Linked DNA regions of Mus musculus: regions 2 and 3 are each linked to region 1. The links are chromatin contacts, called in public ChIA-PET maps. All regions are on one chromosome and are shown on one strand. Each heading gives the region's core, a stretch centred on a gene start, on an enhancer-like site or on the middle of the called end of the contact. The rest is flanking DNA. Distances are from core to core; before and after follow the strand shown.

The links. ChIA-PET counts read pairs in DNA pulled down with a chosen protein or histone mark.
Region 2: a contact with region 1 is called in an RNA polymerase II ChIA-PET map of memory CD8 T cells, with 17 read pairs. The contact joins two enhancer-like sites. A contact is called at or near these places in 3 of 115 datasets of contacts at active chromatin or transcription factors (extraembryonic endoderm stem cells, memory CD8 T cells and pancreatic cancer cells).
Region 3: an RNA polymerase II ChIA-PET map of memory CD8 T cells shows a contact between it and region 1, with 247 read pairs. The contact joins two enhancer-like sites. A contact is called at or near these places in 1 of 484 Hi-C or Micro-C datasets (effector CD8 T cells) and 1 of 115 datasets of contacts at active chromatin or transcription factors (memory CD8 T cells).

The regions. Positions count from the first base shown.
Region 1 is chr15:77,794,989-77,799,754 of GRCm38.p6, reverse strand. It overlaps Myh9 (myosin, heavy polypeptide 9, non-muscle), which reads left to right. Exons shown (of 41, transcript NM_022410.3): 4 at 2,727-2,754; 5 at 3,701-3,794. Among named protein-coding and RNA genes, the nearest start is that of Apol8, 42 kb to the right of the region's middle. RefSeq lists an enhancer at 1-1,995. Within about 2 kb of position 1,559, at least 315 of the 459 cell types and tissues checked have an H3K27ac peak or open chromatin away from gene starts, as enhancers often do. A contact at or near this core is called in memory CD8 T cells and pancreatic cancer cells, where this site is marked.
Region 2 is chr15:78,448,465-78,453,099 of GRCm38.p6, reverse strand. It overlaps Tmprss6 (transmembrane serine protease 6), which reads left to right. Exons shown (of 18, transcript NM_027902.2): 9 at 196-308; 10 at 515-624. Among named protein-coding and RNA genes, the nearest start is that of Tmprss6, 18 kb to the left of the region's middle. Within about 2 kb of position 2,844, at least 218 of the 459 cell types and tissues checked have an H3K27ac peak or open chromatin away from gene starts, as enhancers often do. A contact at or near this core is called in memory CD8 T cells and pancreatic cancer cells, where this site is marked.
Region 3 is chr15:78,556,657-78,560,993 of GRCm38.p6, reverse strand. Rac2 (Rac family small GTPase 2) reads left to right here. Exons shown (of 7, transcript NM_009008.3): 7 at 1-1,825. Among named protein-coding and RNA genes, the nearest start is that of Rac2, 14 kb to the left of the region's middle. Within about 2 kb of position 3,078, at least 21 of the 459 cell types and tissues checked have an H3K27ac peak or open chromatin away from gene starts, as enhancers often do. A contact at or near this core is called in memory CD8 T cells, where this site is marked.

The DNA of each region.
Region 1 (4,766 bases), core at 310-2,809:
ATAGGATGGCAGGCAGCAGAATGAGCTGGCTTAGGCCTACCACTTGCTGGGACTTCCTTATCTGTAAGGGATGCCCTGAGCTCAGGAGCAGATTTCAAACATAGTGCTGTGAAAGAGTCACCCGCCTTTCCTGAGTGCTGAGGGTGTCCTTTGGCCACCCAGGAGGTCAGGTGTCAGACTGCAACTTCCAGAAAGTGTTGGAAGGCTCTTGAGGCTTTAGAGGCTGTGTGAGTCACTCTAAGCAGGTGGCTTCTCCGTGCTCAGTGTTGGGGGCCTTACTCAGGTGGAGGAGGAGGCCTCTTGGTAGGGCATCTCTGAAAGCAGTGGCTCAGCAGGGTCTGAGGAAGCAGGTTGGGATTCCTCCGAGCCTGTGTTTGGGCTGCAATGGCAGCGGAGAGGTCAGGTCAAGGGGCAGAGCTAAGGGTCCTAGGTAGGCAGAGGTCTCATGAGTCTGGCTCCGAGCTTTAAGCTTTTGGAGCACATGCAGGCCTGTATGTGTGTGTACATAAGTATATAGCATGCTGTGGATCTATTTACACACAGGAGTCTGTGTAGGTGCTGCTTTGTGCACTGAGTTCCTGCTTGATGTCTGTGCACATATTCTTGTGCACCAGGGCACACACTCTGTGCGTCTGCCTACATGTCTCTGCTTTTGTGCATGTGTGTCCGTGTGGGTTGGCTACCCTGCTTCCTGTTCAGTAGTGAATAATTCTCTGACTCCTCCTCACGTAAAGGAATTCCAGTCATCCAGGGCCTGGGCCTGGACAGCCCTGGGAAACAGTGCCTTCTGAAAGGAATGGAGAATGTTTCCTTTTATGGTAGCACCAGGCACTTTCTGCTCGTGCCTCGCCAGCACAGGCAGGTACATTCTTGCCTGCTCCGGAGCGGTGACTAAACATGCCCGCCTGCAGCCACAGCTGGGGCCGACCACAGGGAGCTGCTGGGGGAGGGCAGGGCCTGGGATGACAGAGATGCTTGCTTCAGCTTCGCGGGCCACACTGCTGTTGGGGAAGAAGGGGTGGAACCAGCTCTCCTCTAGCCTGGCCCCAGCCCCTCCTGCCATCTCACCCAGGCTCTGCTCCACTCTGGCTCAGTCCTTGTCTGGCAGCCTTGAAGAATGCATTTTGGGGAGTGGGGGGACAGGGTGAGGGGAAGGAAGGTTGAGTGCCCCCTTCTCGACTTCTGTCTGAGTAGTTCTCAGGGAGGTGGGGTGGTATTGGTGTGAGTGGGATGATGGGGCTCCCATTCCAAGATGGTTTCCTTTTTTCTTGTTTTTTTTTTTGGTTTTGGTTTGTCAGCTTTATGGTTCACCCTGCCTGGCCTTAGTCCACAGCAAATGGTTCTGCTGCGGCTCCCAAGTGCCTGGCTTGGTGGCTATTTCTTGGGAGATTAGAATGAAGGCTGCAGCTGGGGGCAGAGGCAGCTGCTGCCTGTGTGGGAAGTAAGGCTTCCTGTTCCTGCTTCCTGCATGAGTCCTGATAGAATAGGGATGGCTGTGTGTCCTCAGCACTGTGTGCTGCTGAGATTGGGCCGGCTAGAAAGCTCACCTACAGGAGGGCGGGTGATCTGCCCGGTCAGTCTGCCATTGGACGACTAAGTCTATGTCCCAAGGCCATGCACACAGAAAGCTATGAGTCATTCACCCTTGTCACATGGGGTCCTGAGCCTGTGAGAGAGCAGGAGTGCCAGCATGATGGCCAGTGGCCACCAGTGCCCCTGACCGGTTCTCCTGCTCCCTCATCTCCTCCTTGGGTCACGGCTGCTCTGTCATCGAGATGACAGTGGCCTCCTAGTTTACTGTACTCACAGGGTCAGCACCAGGTTTGTTTTGTGTGTTATATTTATCAAAATAATCATGAAGTAGGGTGGATAGCCAGTGTATGCTGTGCTGTGAAGCGTCACCATCAGGTACCTCACTGCGGTTCTGATGTTGCCAAACTGCCGGGGGCTGGGTCCAACTGCTTTAATTAACTGTACGGTTTGAGGTTGGCGTATTTCCTGGAGCTTGACCATCTTAGCTTAGCTTTCAGAGTGCAGGGAACTGTGGTTGTCCCTCCATGCAAAGGAGAACATTCCTATTTCTTCTTGCTGGATTTGTGAAGCTAGGGTGGCTGTTGGAAGTCCCCGCCACTGGTGCAGAGAGCAGGCTGTCCCAGGTGCATGCCGGAAGCTGCCATTCCTCCGTGGCTCCCTCTGTCCTGTCATCACCGTGCCTTACATGAGCCAAGCACCATGTATGTGGATTCACATGTGTCCCTTTACACGTGCTGCCTCACAACACAGAGAAGTGCATGGGGCTCAGAGAAGGCCACCATCTCTGGTCTTAGACTCTGCGAGGCAGTGGCCCACACTGGGACTGTCCCATTGCAAGCTAGGCCTGCCATGCTGCCTGCTCTGATTTCTGGCCCCTTAAACAGTATTCCTTGCGTAAATGTGGTCAGTGTTGCAGGTGCCTGCCATGGACATTTTTTCCTGATATTCACGGGATGGAGTGGGCAGGGCAGGGGTGTGCAGCCAGAGCTGGGGGCAGGCAGCTGCCTGGGGCTCTGCCATTGTAGGTGTCCCTCATCTGAGGCTGTCCACAGTCAGCCCAGGTTGGAGGCCTGGGAGGGTCCTTTCAGAGAAGCATTTAAGTCTTTTGTTCCTTATCTTGGCAACTCTTGGGATGGGAAGGGAGAGGTGTTTTCCTTCTTATCCAAGGTAACCTGGTGTCCTCTTTGTTGCAGACCGGGAAGATCAGTCCATCCTGTGCACGTAAGTGTTTGTGAGAGGGAGAGGGAGGGAGTGTGTGTGTGTGTGCATGTGCGTGCGTGAGTGTACGCATGTGTGTGTATGTGTGTGTGCACGAGTGTGCGTGTGCGAGTGTACCCATGTGTGTATGTGTGTGTGCGCGCGTACGTGTGGGTGTGTGTATGTGTGTGCATGCGCACCCGCGTGTGTGTGCGCGTGCATGTGTGTGCGCGTGTGCGTGTGTGTGCGCGTGCGTGTAGTGGTGGTGTTTATTGCTCTGATGATTTTGTTTGTGGTGCTGGGTTTGAGCACATTCACCCCTGCTCTTATTCTGTCAAAAGCAGGTTGATAAGCTCACTCCTAGTTCAGGCCCCTCCCCTCCCTGAGACAGGACTCAGAGCTATGCCTGGTGCTCTCAGGGAGCTTTGTGTCACAACCAAGGCCTTTGTCAGCCCTCCTCAAGTACTGAAGTGTGGGTGGGTGGGTGTGACAGCAGAGGAGGAACGCAGGCTCCAGCACGAGCCACCAGTAGGCTTTCCCAGACCCCAGCATGCCTTCTGACTCTGATTTGGTCTGATATGGCTACTTTCCGTCTTACTAAGGAGGTGGGAGTTCATGGAGCAGAAATTGCCTCCCAGAGATGTTTCAAGGGAGCACATATAAGTGTCTTTGGCTCCCAGGTCAACCGCTGCCTCCTTGACGGCTAAACAGTTGGGTCTGGAGGTTGCCAAGTGACCAGGGTGGGCAGTGGATATGAGTCACTTGGCTTTTGTTTGGCTCTGGTGGGCCATGGGAAGCAGACTGAGAGAAGATTCCCGAGTATCACATTCGGTCTGTTGTTCCTTTCTCTTCATGTTGGCTCCCTCATGGGTACCCACGGAAGGGCAGAGCGGTAGACAGTGCTGCTGTGTGGGGTGGACGGTGAGGATGCAGTCACCTCTCAGTGAGGGCTCCTTCCCTCTGTTGGCAGGGGGGAGTCTGGAGCAGGGAAGACAGAGAACACCAAGAAAGTCATCCAGTACCTGGCACATGTGGCCTCCTCACACAAGAGCAAGAAGGACCAGGTGAGTGGCTGGCGCCTTGTCGGGCCTGGGGAAGGGCGGTGAAGGAGGGAGGCCTCATCTTTAAAGGATGCTCTTGGGAACACACAGAGGCCCCCTACTTCCCTAGGTGGCAGCTTAGGGTCTTGGGAGTGGCTGGGTAGCAGCAGGTCCCCAGCCTCCGAATTCTCCAAGTTGCTATGAAAACTGGAGCCATCTCAGGGTTTACACAGCAGAATGCTTGCCATGGCAGCTAATGGCTGCATGCAGAGCCAGCCCAAGACCCCAAGACGTGGCTCTCAAGGTGATGGAGGCCAGAAGGACTTGGGTTGACCTGCCTTCGAACCCCGTATCCTTGTTCTGTTGTGCGAGCCAATGCCTCTGGGTGGACAGTCCTCTCACTGAGAAAGCACAGTTGGAAAGTCGTCTTACTTCCTTTTTTCCCTCTTCCCTTGGTGGATTGTGGTGGAACTCCAGTGCCCTGGCTAGGTGAGATGCACGTTTTACTGCACGTTTGCACCAGGAATGCGTGTTCTGCCATCGTGTGCCCTTGGACTCCGTACATTCTTCTGAGCAGCTTTTCACCCCACACCTTGTCACTCTCTGCAGCTAGATCTTTTCCTAGAGGCTCAGCTCACTGATGGTCTCGGGAGGAGGGCTGGGCGTGACGCACACGGCAGTTCCTGACTGGGTCAGCCTCATCACTTGGCTTTTCTCAGAGCTCCAGATCTGCCTGAATTCCAGTTAGGCCCTGTGCAGTTCTTATCTCGGCATGGTAGGATGTGCACCTGCCTTCCCAGAGCCCCACACGCTCGGTGGTGCCCACTAGTCACAGATGACTGGCCCCTCGTCTCCTGGCACAAGCTGGGAGAGATGCTGGGAGGTCCCAATTGGAGTCTCCTTGGTTGCCCTGAGAAATCTAAGTGCCAGTGATGTCACCCCAAGGCCATTGGGGTGCTCTGCTGACCTCACTGGCTTCACTGTACTGGTGTCCTA
Region 2 (4,635 bases), core at 1,595-4,094, 650 kb before region 1:
GCAGATGGAACGTGCTGTGTCCATCACATCTACTCGCTGCTGAGCTTTGTACTCTTCTCTCCATTTTGTGGATGTGGAAACTGAGGCACACTTACATAGCCATGTTGGGCCCTGAGCTTTGCTGTTAGTGGGGTGCAGTGAGACACTGGGGGGGGGCAGGAAGGGGCCCATCCTAATGGCTGTTCTTGGACTCAGACTGCCAGGTGAACCTGACACTGGAGGGCCGGCTGGACACACAGGGCTTCCTCCGTACACCCTACTACCCCAGTTACTACTCTCCCAGTACCCACTGCTCCTGGCATCTCACGGTGAGTTCCTCTCCTCCTGCAGCCTGCCCTGTGCCCAGAGCAATCCTTAGGGCTTCAGGGACAGGAGGAGTGACATCCCACCTGGCCCAAGTACTCACAGGCTAAGTACAAGGTGGAAGGGTGGGGCTAGTTTATCGGAACAGGCACATGCCCAAGCTCGCCCACACCCGCTATGCCGCACACGATTGCCTGCCCTCCTTTCCCAGGTACCCTCTCTGGACTACGGCTTGGCGCTCTGGTTCGATGCCTACGCACTGAGGAGGCAGAAGTACAACCGACTGTGTACTCAGGGCCAGTGGATGATCCAGAACAGGAGGTAGCCTTCCCCTCCCCATCACTCGGACCTCATGCTCCTACCCATGCTGGGCCTGGGGGGTAGCAGAGGGTGGTGAGCGGAGGCTGAAGACAGCAAAGTCTCTCCTGACTATCCATCCTGTCCTGACTGTCCCTCCTGTCCTGACCAGCCTTTCCCCAGATACCCAGCAGGCTCCAGCACGCATTTCACCATCCTGTCCGTCCCAGTCAGGGTAAATGGTGGAGCTGCCTTGACTTCTGTAACCACATGGCTCTACCAACGATGGGGACAGGGCACAGGGCACTTGAGAGCACATGGCCTTTCTTCCACTCCCCTACAGTCCGAGGACGCCATTGTCTTTGCTGCCGTTGACTTCCATGGGGACAGTAGCTCTCAGGGTTACCCTGTGTATTTGTGTTCCCTGCAGTGTCCTGCCTGTTCGCTTGGCCTCCTGGCAAGGAGGTGTCTAGCTAAGAACGTCCTCTTGGGAGCTTGCAGGGGGCAGAGGGAGCTGTGAAGTGACGTGTGTGTGTGTGTGTGTGTGTGTTGGGGGCTAGCCAGAAGGATGAAGATGGACAGTCCTCTTGGGCCAGCAACTGAGGATACCGCTAAGCCCCATTTGCCCATTAGTTGATCTTATTCTAGATAGAGGGTGGCAAGGAGTGACAAAGCTGGATTTTTCCAATATGTTGGGGACAGTGACAAAAAGGAGGTAAACTGTCCGAGATGTGATGTGAGTCCGTGCTGTCGTAGCAACAGGCTACTGTGTGACATAAGCCTGATATGCCTAGGGGTCAGAAGGTCTGCATGGGGAAGGGCGCTGTCTTGTGTGCCCTTCTTCATGTGGCTCCCTCAGCCACCAGCCCACTCCGGGAGCTGCTTACTGGCTTCTGGTTTCGGCACCAGAGCCCATGACTGGAGTTTTCTGAATGAAGGTGCTGTGTTTTCAGCCATGACCCCTCCCTGAGTGTTGTCACTATCTCTGAGAGGCCAGAGGGAGAGGGAATAGCCTTGGGCCTAGCACTCTCTTGCAGCCTGTGCCTAAGGCCCATTAGTCTAGGTTGATCCTGTGCCAAGTGTTGTGGGGCCCCAGAGCTCAGTTTCTGCACAACAGAAACACTAGCTTCACCGGGGTAACTCAGATGGGTCACAGTAAGGCTCCTCCCAGTGGTTGTCAGTCACAGGCAGTTAGACTGGGGCTCAAAGCCTGGCTCCCCTGGTTCCTTCTTGGGCAAGACTTACCTCTCCCAGCCTCTGGAACTTATCTGAGTGTGCTGAGACTGGGATGGACTCTGAGGACGAAGTGCTCACCTAACATAGCATGATTTCTGGGCTCCACCTGGTAGCCCCCAATAAGAAAGAAAGAAAGAAAGAAAGAAAGAAAGAAAGAAAGAAAGAAAGAAAGAAAGAAAGAAAGAAAGAAAGAAAGGAAGGAAGCCATGGACATGCAAGATGGCTGAGTGGGTTAAGAGGCTTGCCGGCAAGTTTGAGGACCTGAGTTCAGTCCCTGGAACCAACATGGTGGAAGGAGGGGACTGACTCCCAGAAGTCATTGCTTCCCCTCCACAGACCTGCTGTCCCAAACAAGAGTGTGTTCTATTACACAGAAACAAACAAAGCAAAGGGCCTGGAACGAGACGCCTTCCACTGGAGACTAAATAAGATGGTGGGTGGAGACGGTACCAACCACAATCGCTAAATGGCTCTTACTCGGTGCCACACAGGTGTGGAAAGCGATTATGTGCTCCCCACAGTCGAGCAAGGGAGGCGGACTCAGATCCTGTCCTTAACCTGCTTTCTGCGGCTGTAACAAAATTGCCAAGGCAGGGAAGTTTATAAAGAATAGAGGTTTGTGCAGCTCCTGGTGGCGAAGGCTGGAAGTCTAAGAAAGCAGCATAAGACTCTGGCTTTCTGCTGAGTCATAGTGGGACAGAGGGTGTCAGGAGATGAGGCAGGGCCGAAGGGGCTTGCCTGATGGTGCAGGGTAGGGGTGGGGGCTTGAGGCCACCCACCAGTGCTTCCTTTATCTGCTAGATGAATGCATTCACCAGGTACAGCCCCTTCCTGACCCAATCACTTCCCTGAATGCCCTTCCTCCAAACGCCACTAGCCTAAGACATTGGAGAATCCAAGTGTGAATTTTGGTTTCAAGTATGAATTCCAGGGACTCACAGTTGAACGAGCCTCACAGCTTGTGGGAAGCCTGAGGCCCAGAGGCTGAGTCATTTGCTAAAAGTCCCTGTGGCTTGTGACGTCATCACTGAGCTCAGGCAGCTGGCCGGCCCCCAGGGCATGATTGCCCAGCCGTGTGTGTGTGTGTGTGTGTGTGTGTGTGTGTGTGTGTGTGTGTGTGTGTGTGTGTGTGTGAGAGAGAGAGAGAGAGAGAGAGAGAGAGAGAGAGGAAAAGAGCACTCAGTTGTACACTTAATTGTATGGTGTCTCCTCAGGAAGGCTCTCATCTCTCAGTAGAGCCATTCCCAGCCGATGGGAGATCAGGGCATCTCTGTGGCTCTCACCAGTTCCTCTGAAAGCAGCTGGGAAAGTTGCACCTCATCTCAGCCCTTCCCCTGGGATACAGGGTCCCCAGTGGAGAGTTAACTCCTTGCTCCATACAGTGAATGCCCTGGGGAGGGCAAGGCATGATGGGAAATATACAACAGAGGCCTGGGGCCTGGTCTCTGGTTATTGTGGGCTGATAAAGATAACGTCATTGCTGGGAAATTCTCTGAAGAATGTGTCCTGGAAAATCTGCTGTGTGGGTAGCAGGGGCCTGAGAGATGGAGGAAGGGAGAGGGAGACCAGGTCCTTTGGTCCAGCAATTGAGGAGTACAGGGAAAAGATGGCTGAACCCCTGTCCCCAGTGCCAGTCTAGAGACAAGGGACTCTTCTACTAGCTGGGCACCCTTGGTCCCTATCTTGTCTGTCCATTTTGTTTTCTCCTGGTTCTGCCTGCCATCCTGCTGTTCTGTTGTTCTGCTGTCCCCACAGGGTCCGCTTGCCCTTCAGTGGCCTGCAGGTGGTGGGGGTGGGGACGCGGGTCTTGTCCTTGTAAGATCTAGCTGCTGGATGCTGGGTTTCACAGAACCTCCTCACTGGGCGATACCGCAGCACTGGCTTCCCCCCTTCCAGGAACCTGCCCTCATTTCCTCTCATGTGATGTCACTCTCCTGTGACCTGCCTGACCCTTTCTGCTAACTTCCAGCCATGAGATAAGGCAGAACGACAGGCTCCAGAGGCCCCTGTAAGCCTGACTCTAAGTGGTCTTTCTGCTTCCCCAAGGCCCTGTGACTAGTGCCACTTGCAGCCACTCTGTATCAGGTCCCCCAAACCATTCTTCCAGGTTCTCTGAAATATCTGCAAGGAGGTGGGGTCAGGGGATGGCTTTCTCCTGACTATAGTTCGGCCACCACACTTACGGAGGCCTGAAGTTTGCCGAGGTCACAGAACTAACTCGTCTGGTGGCAAAGTTATATGGAGCCCGGCTCTGCAAAATGTCCTGTCCACCACAGAGCAGGCCACTGTCCCTCCCTCAGTGCTGTCTTTCTGCCCTCTGTCCTTCAGCTTGTCCATAGAAAGAGCCATGTTCACAGTGAGGCCTGACCCCTCCCACTCCTTTCTCTTATCCATGCTTCTGCCTATCCACCCAGCATCTCTCCAGCTCCTCTGTGGGAAGATGCTGATATGCCGGATTGACAGGCCTAGGAGAAAGATCCCCCTGCTAAACTCACAGGGTGGGGTGGGGTGGGGTAGCAAGGCAATCCATATGGTGCCCCGGTTCCTTCTGACTCCAGCACTTAGCTGCTGAGGTGAGAGGGCTAGGTGGACGGGAGGACCAGAGGGGCCAGAAACTCAGAGGGCCGCACCTGGGAACAGGGCTCCGAATGCCTGAATCTTACATTTGTTCTGGGATGCTCCCAGCTTCCCTGCCTGCTTCTTGGGACCCTTCCCTGGGATAGCAATGCATGATAGGTATAAGATTATCATAACCATAACACAAATTTATATATTTATAACAACGTCCTCAAGGAACAA
Region 3 (4,337 bases), core at 1,829-4,328, 760 kb before region 1:
CTCGAGACCTCCTACTCTACTTGAAGGGTAGAGCTGTTCCTTCTTGGGACTGTCCACTCCACCTGCCAGTCAGGACCCGATCCATAGCAAATGGAAAATACAGCTCTCTTGCTTACACAGAAAATAAATGTGTTGATTCTTTTGGTGGAAGTGCAGTGAGTTCAGGCACAGCTTGATCAAGGTGGGGCGAAGGGATCAGATGACACCACGGAGCCTGGCTTCCTGCCTGTTTTGGGTCTGCCTGCTGCTGCCAGGCTCATTTTTCTGGCCATTGATTCTTGGGACTTGATCCTCCGAGGTCAAGTTCAGGTGATGTCTGCCCCAGGCAAGCTCTAAGGAAAGGTCACTCTGGTTGAACCAGCTTGTCTTAGGCCCACCTTCAATCACACAAGTGTGTCAGAGAGAGGCTGCACTGTGGCTGGCTGTGAGTTGTGTTAGAGCCAGGAGCAGAGGTGATGCCAGGGAGCTGGGGTATAGAATGGGTGTGTGTGGCGTTGGGGGAATAAATTCTTTAGGGAACAACCTTCTTAAAACTGGGTGGGTATCCAGTAGCTAGGGTTCTATAACCCCCGACTGTCAGAGGTCACGGTAAGTGTCCTTTCTACCATTATCAGGGACAGTTTCTGCCCCAGCTGGCACTAAGAAAAACAGATTTTTTAAATTTGTTTTTTTTTGTTTGTTTGTTTTGTTTTGTTTTGTTTTGTTTTGTTTGAGACAGGGTTTCTCTGTGTAGCTCTGGCTGTCCTGGAACTCACTTTGTAGACCAGGCTGTCCTCGAACTCAGAAATCTGCCTGCCTCTGCCTCCTAAGTGCTGGGATTAAAGGCGTGCACCACCATTGCCCGGCTCATTTGTTTTTGAGATAAGATTTTATTATATAGCCTGGGCTGACCTCAGACCTGCCATCCTCCTGCCTCAGCTTCCTAAATTCTGGGTTTACAGATGTATACTTCCGTGCCTGGATAAGGTTGAAATTCTTACTAGAGAGTTCTATGGAAGTTGATGTGGTGTCCATATCAGGCACCCAGGGCCTGGGCCTGAGACAGTCCTACCTACATCTTCCCTGAATTATCAATCTATGGTCAAGACCGTGGCACTGTCTGAGCTTCCACGTCCTTCTCCCAACACACTTTTGATGGCCTGTCTGTGTCAGGTGCTACCATAGTCTCAGAGATTCAGTGACATATGTGTTGTTCTCCACCCCTCCCCCACCCCCCAGCCCTGAGTCTCCGAGGCTGAGAGAAAATGGCTCCCCCGACATTGGAAAGCTAGCCCTAAGGAGCTCAGCATTTTCTGTCTCCAAGAGTTCCAGAGCTGCCCCCCAACTCCTCCCCCCCAAACTTAAGGGACTCCACCTCTGGAGGGGCTTGGCCCAGTGAGGGAAGCTTCTGTTCTTAGCTTGGCTCACAGGAGGGCAAGATTTCTCTGACACAGAAAGAAAGGTTTTAAGCCCACAGGTGCTGTGTTCTCCAACACGGTTGAGAGGACCTGCACCCCCATCGCTTTGGGGAGTTAAAGACCTGGGGTGCACCCAGAGTCCCTCTTTTAGCTCTCTGCTCCTTTTCTAGTGCATGATACTAAGCAAAACCTTACATGATTCAAAACCGTAGATCTAAGCCCAGAACCTCTCAAACTAAGCCTCTAAGTAGCTAAACCTCCCCCTCCTCCTCCCCCGCCCCCTTCTGTAGGAGGCAAACCCCGGCCTGTTACCTTGAGCCTCTGTGTGAGTTGTGGAGCACACAGCCAGCCCACTGTCACCCTGACAGCTTATTTCACCCAGATCTCAGCTTTCACTTTAATCTGAATAAAGTCCCCGATACTTTTGCAATTTGTGTGGAATTTTATTTCGGTTCCTTGACTAAGAGGCCAAGAACCGAGAAAACCCTGACCGGACTCCCCACCACCACTAGTGACCTTTCTTCTCCTTCTGTTGCCCACCCACCCAGGCCCTGTCCCTGTGTGCCTTAAACTCCCCTGTGTGCTGGGTGGGCTCCTGCTGTGGGTGTTCAGCTCCCCGCCCCAGCTGCCCTGGGGTCTTTGCCTTACCCCAAGAGTAATGACATGAAATACCTGTTCCACCCCCTCACCGCACATGTAACCTCAGTCCTGCATTTGGTCACTTGGGGTGCTGCTAGCCATTGCAGAGGAGGAAACAGGGCCTGGAAAGCCTAGGGGTCAGTGCTCTGATGGACAAAGCAGCCTGACCCCTCCTGCCCCTCCCCGCCCTGCCCCTTCTGCTTGTCTCACCCCTCCTTCTCTCTTCCAACCTCCCTACCTTCTCTTACGGTTGCTACCCCTCCCACTCCTCTCTCCCTCTCCCACCCCTTCCATCCCTCCCACTCCCTCCTATCCTCTCCCATCCCTCCCACCCATCCCTATCCTCTCCCACCCCTCCTGCCCCTCCCCCATTCCTCTCTCCTTGCCTACAGAATCCCAGTTTAGGGCAGGACAGCAGTGTGCTCAGCATTGATGAAATACTTGTTTTCAGTGAGAGGAAAGGCTGTTTAAGTGTGTGTGCTTGTTGCTGTTAGAGCAACCAAGTTTTGTTCCTAATTCCACCTCCCTGGAGGAGGATCTGACACCCTCTTTTGGCTTCTGTGGGCACACACACACACCCCATTAAAAACAAAACTAAACCTTTAAAGTAAATATACGTGTTTTCTCAGCCTTTGGGGCTCCGAGGTCACACTGTTTTCACCAACCACATCCACACAAGGAAAGTCAGTCAGAGATGCTGTTTCTTGGAAGAAAGATAACAAAAGTGGTCTCTTGCTCTGAAAACTGATGGGATGTCCAGAGCAGCCACTGTCACCTGGTGAGCTTGCAGCCTACAGCATCAACAGCAGAAGCCAACGGCTTCAGACAGAGACAGAAAGATAAACCGGGCCGGTGCTGTTAGCCTGCATCAGCCTTGCTTCCAGAATGAATGCTGGAGGACCCAGTTACTCGTTTTTAGCACACTTGGCCAGACTTCCCACCGATGTTCCCTGTTAGTACCTGAGGCCCTAGACCCTGAGCGGCTGAGGATCAGAGGCCTCCTGAGCAGCGAATGACAAGCTGTGAGATGGTTTTGAAACAGGAGGAAGTGCTTGCTGGGTAGGCTCAGAAGTGAGGCTTGCTCCACAGCATTCACCTGGTACCAGAGCACACAGTGTGTGGCCTGGGAGGGGCCGGGGCTCTCTACTCTATGCTCAGCCCTCTTGTCCATGGCATCATGGCCCAGGAGTGAGGTAAGCACCTGCTGGACCAGACCTCCATCTCTTCCAAAGCTCTCAGCCTCCAGCTAGCTGCTTCCTGCTCCTTCTTCCGAAGCAGGGACCTCTTAGCCCCACCATCTCACGTCCACACTCACAAGTCAAGCCTGGATGACTGTCATCCTAGGGTCCCCTAATTCAAGCCCCCAACTGCACTGCCCCTCCTGAGCTGAGCCTTGGCCCTTTCCTCTGGTCAGCAGTGACGTCTTTCCCAGGATGCCTCCTGCTTTCCCTCTCTCAGTCCCCGCTCCAAATGCACCGGGAAGTCTCAGTAGGATCGTGTGTCACAGACTGTGCCACCCCAAGTGTCATCCTAAGATCTGCTGTTCGCTGGAGCCGGGACTCATCTGACAGACTGTCATGGAGTCTGGGGGCTGCACCGTGCCCTCAGGAGCTCACAGGCTATATAGGAGGTCCCCATGTCAGCAGAGAACAGGGAAGTGGTCCCTCTGTGTAGCTGTCCCCTGTGCTTTCAGTCCCATGTGCTCTGTCAACATAGCCACTCAGTCCCTGATTCAGGTTCTCATCCAGAGCTATAATGTCATTTGTTTTGTTTTGTTTTGCTTTCAAGATCAAGGTTTCTTTTTTATAGGCCTGGCTCTTCTGGAACTTGCTCTGTAGATCAGGGTGGCCTTGAACTTGCAGAGATCTGCTTACCTCTGCCTCCTGAGTGATTGACACAAATGAGGGAATGGATAAAAGAATATATAAGAGAGAGAGAGAGAGAGAGAGAGAGAGAGAGAGAGAGAGAGAGAGAGAGAACCAGCCATGCCCATAATCTGCCATCCTGCTGAAGCAGGTTTCTACTGCCCACCAAGGTGTAGCCATGCCCGTGATCCATCTTGTGTGTGCCACATCAGCTGAGTCCCCTCTGACTGCCCCATCTACTACTAATGTGAGTGAGGAGAGCGGCCTGGATGAGCCCAGCCATCCCGGATCATGAGGGGGAGCAGCACAGCTCCTCTGCAGGCTCTGAGTCTGGAGAACCTTGATGTCTGCGGCTTTGCTCTGTCTCCCCACCCCCACCTGCCTCTACACAGGCTTCATGGGATGTCAGTAAAGGACACAATAAAGGGTCCTGCAG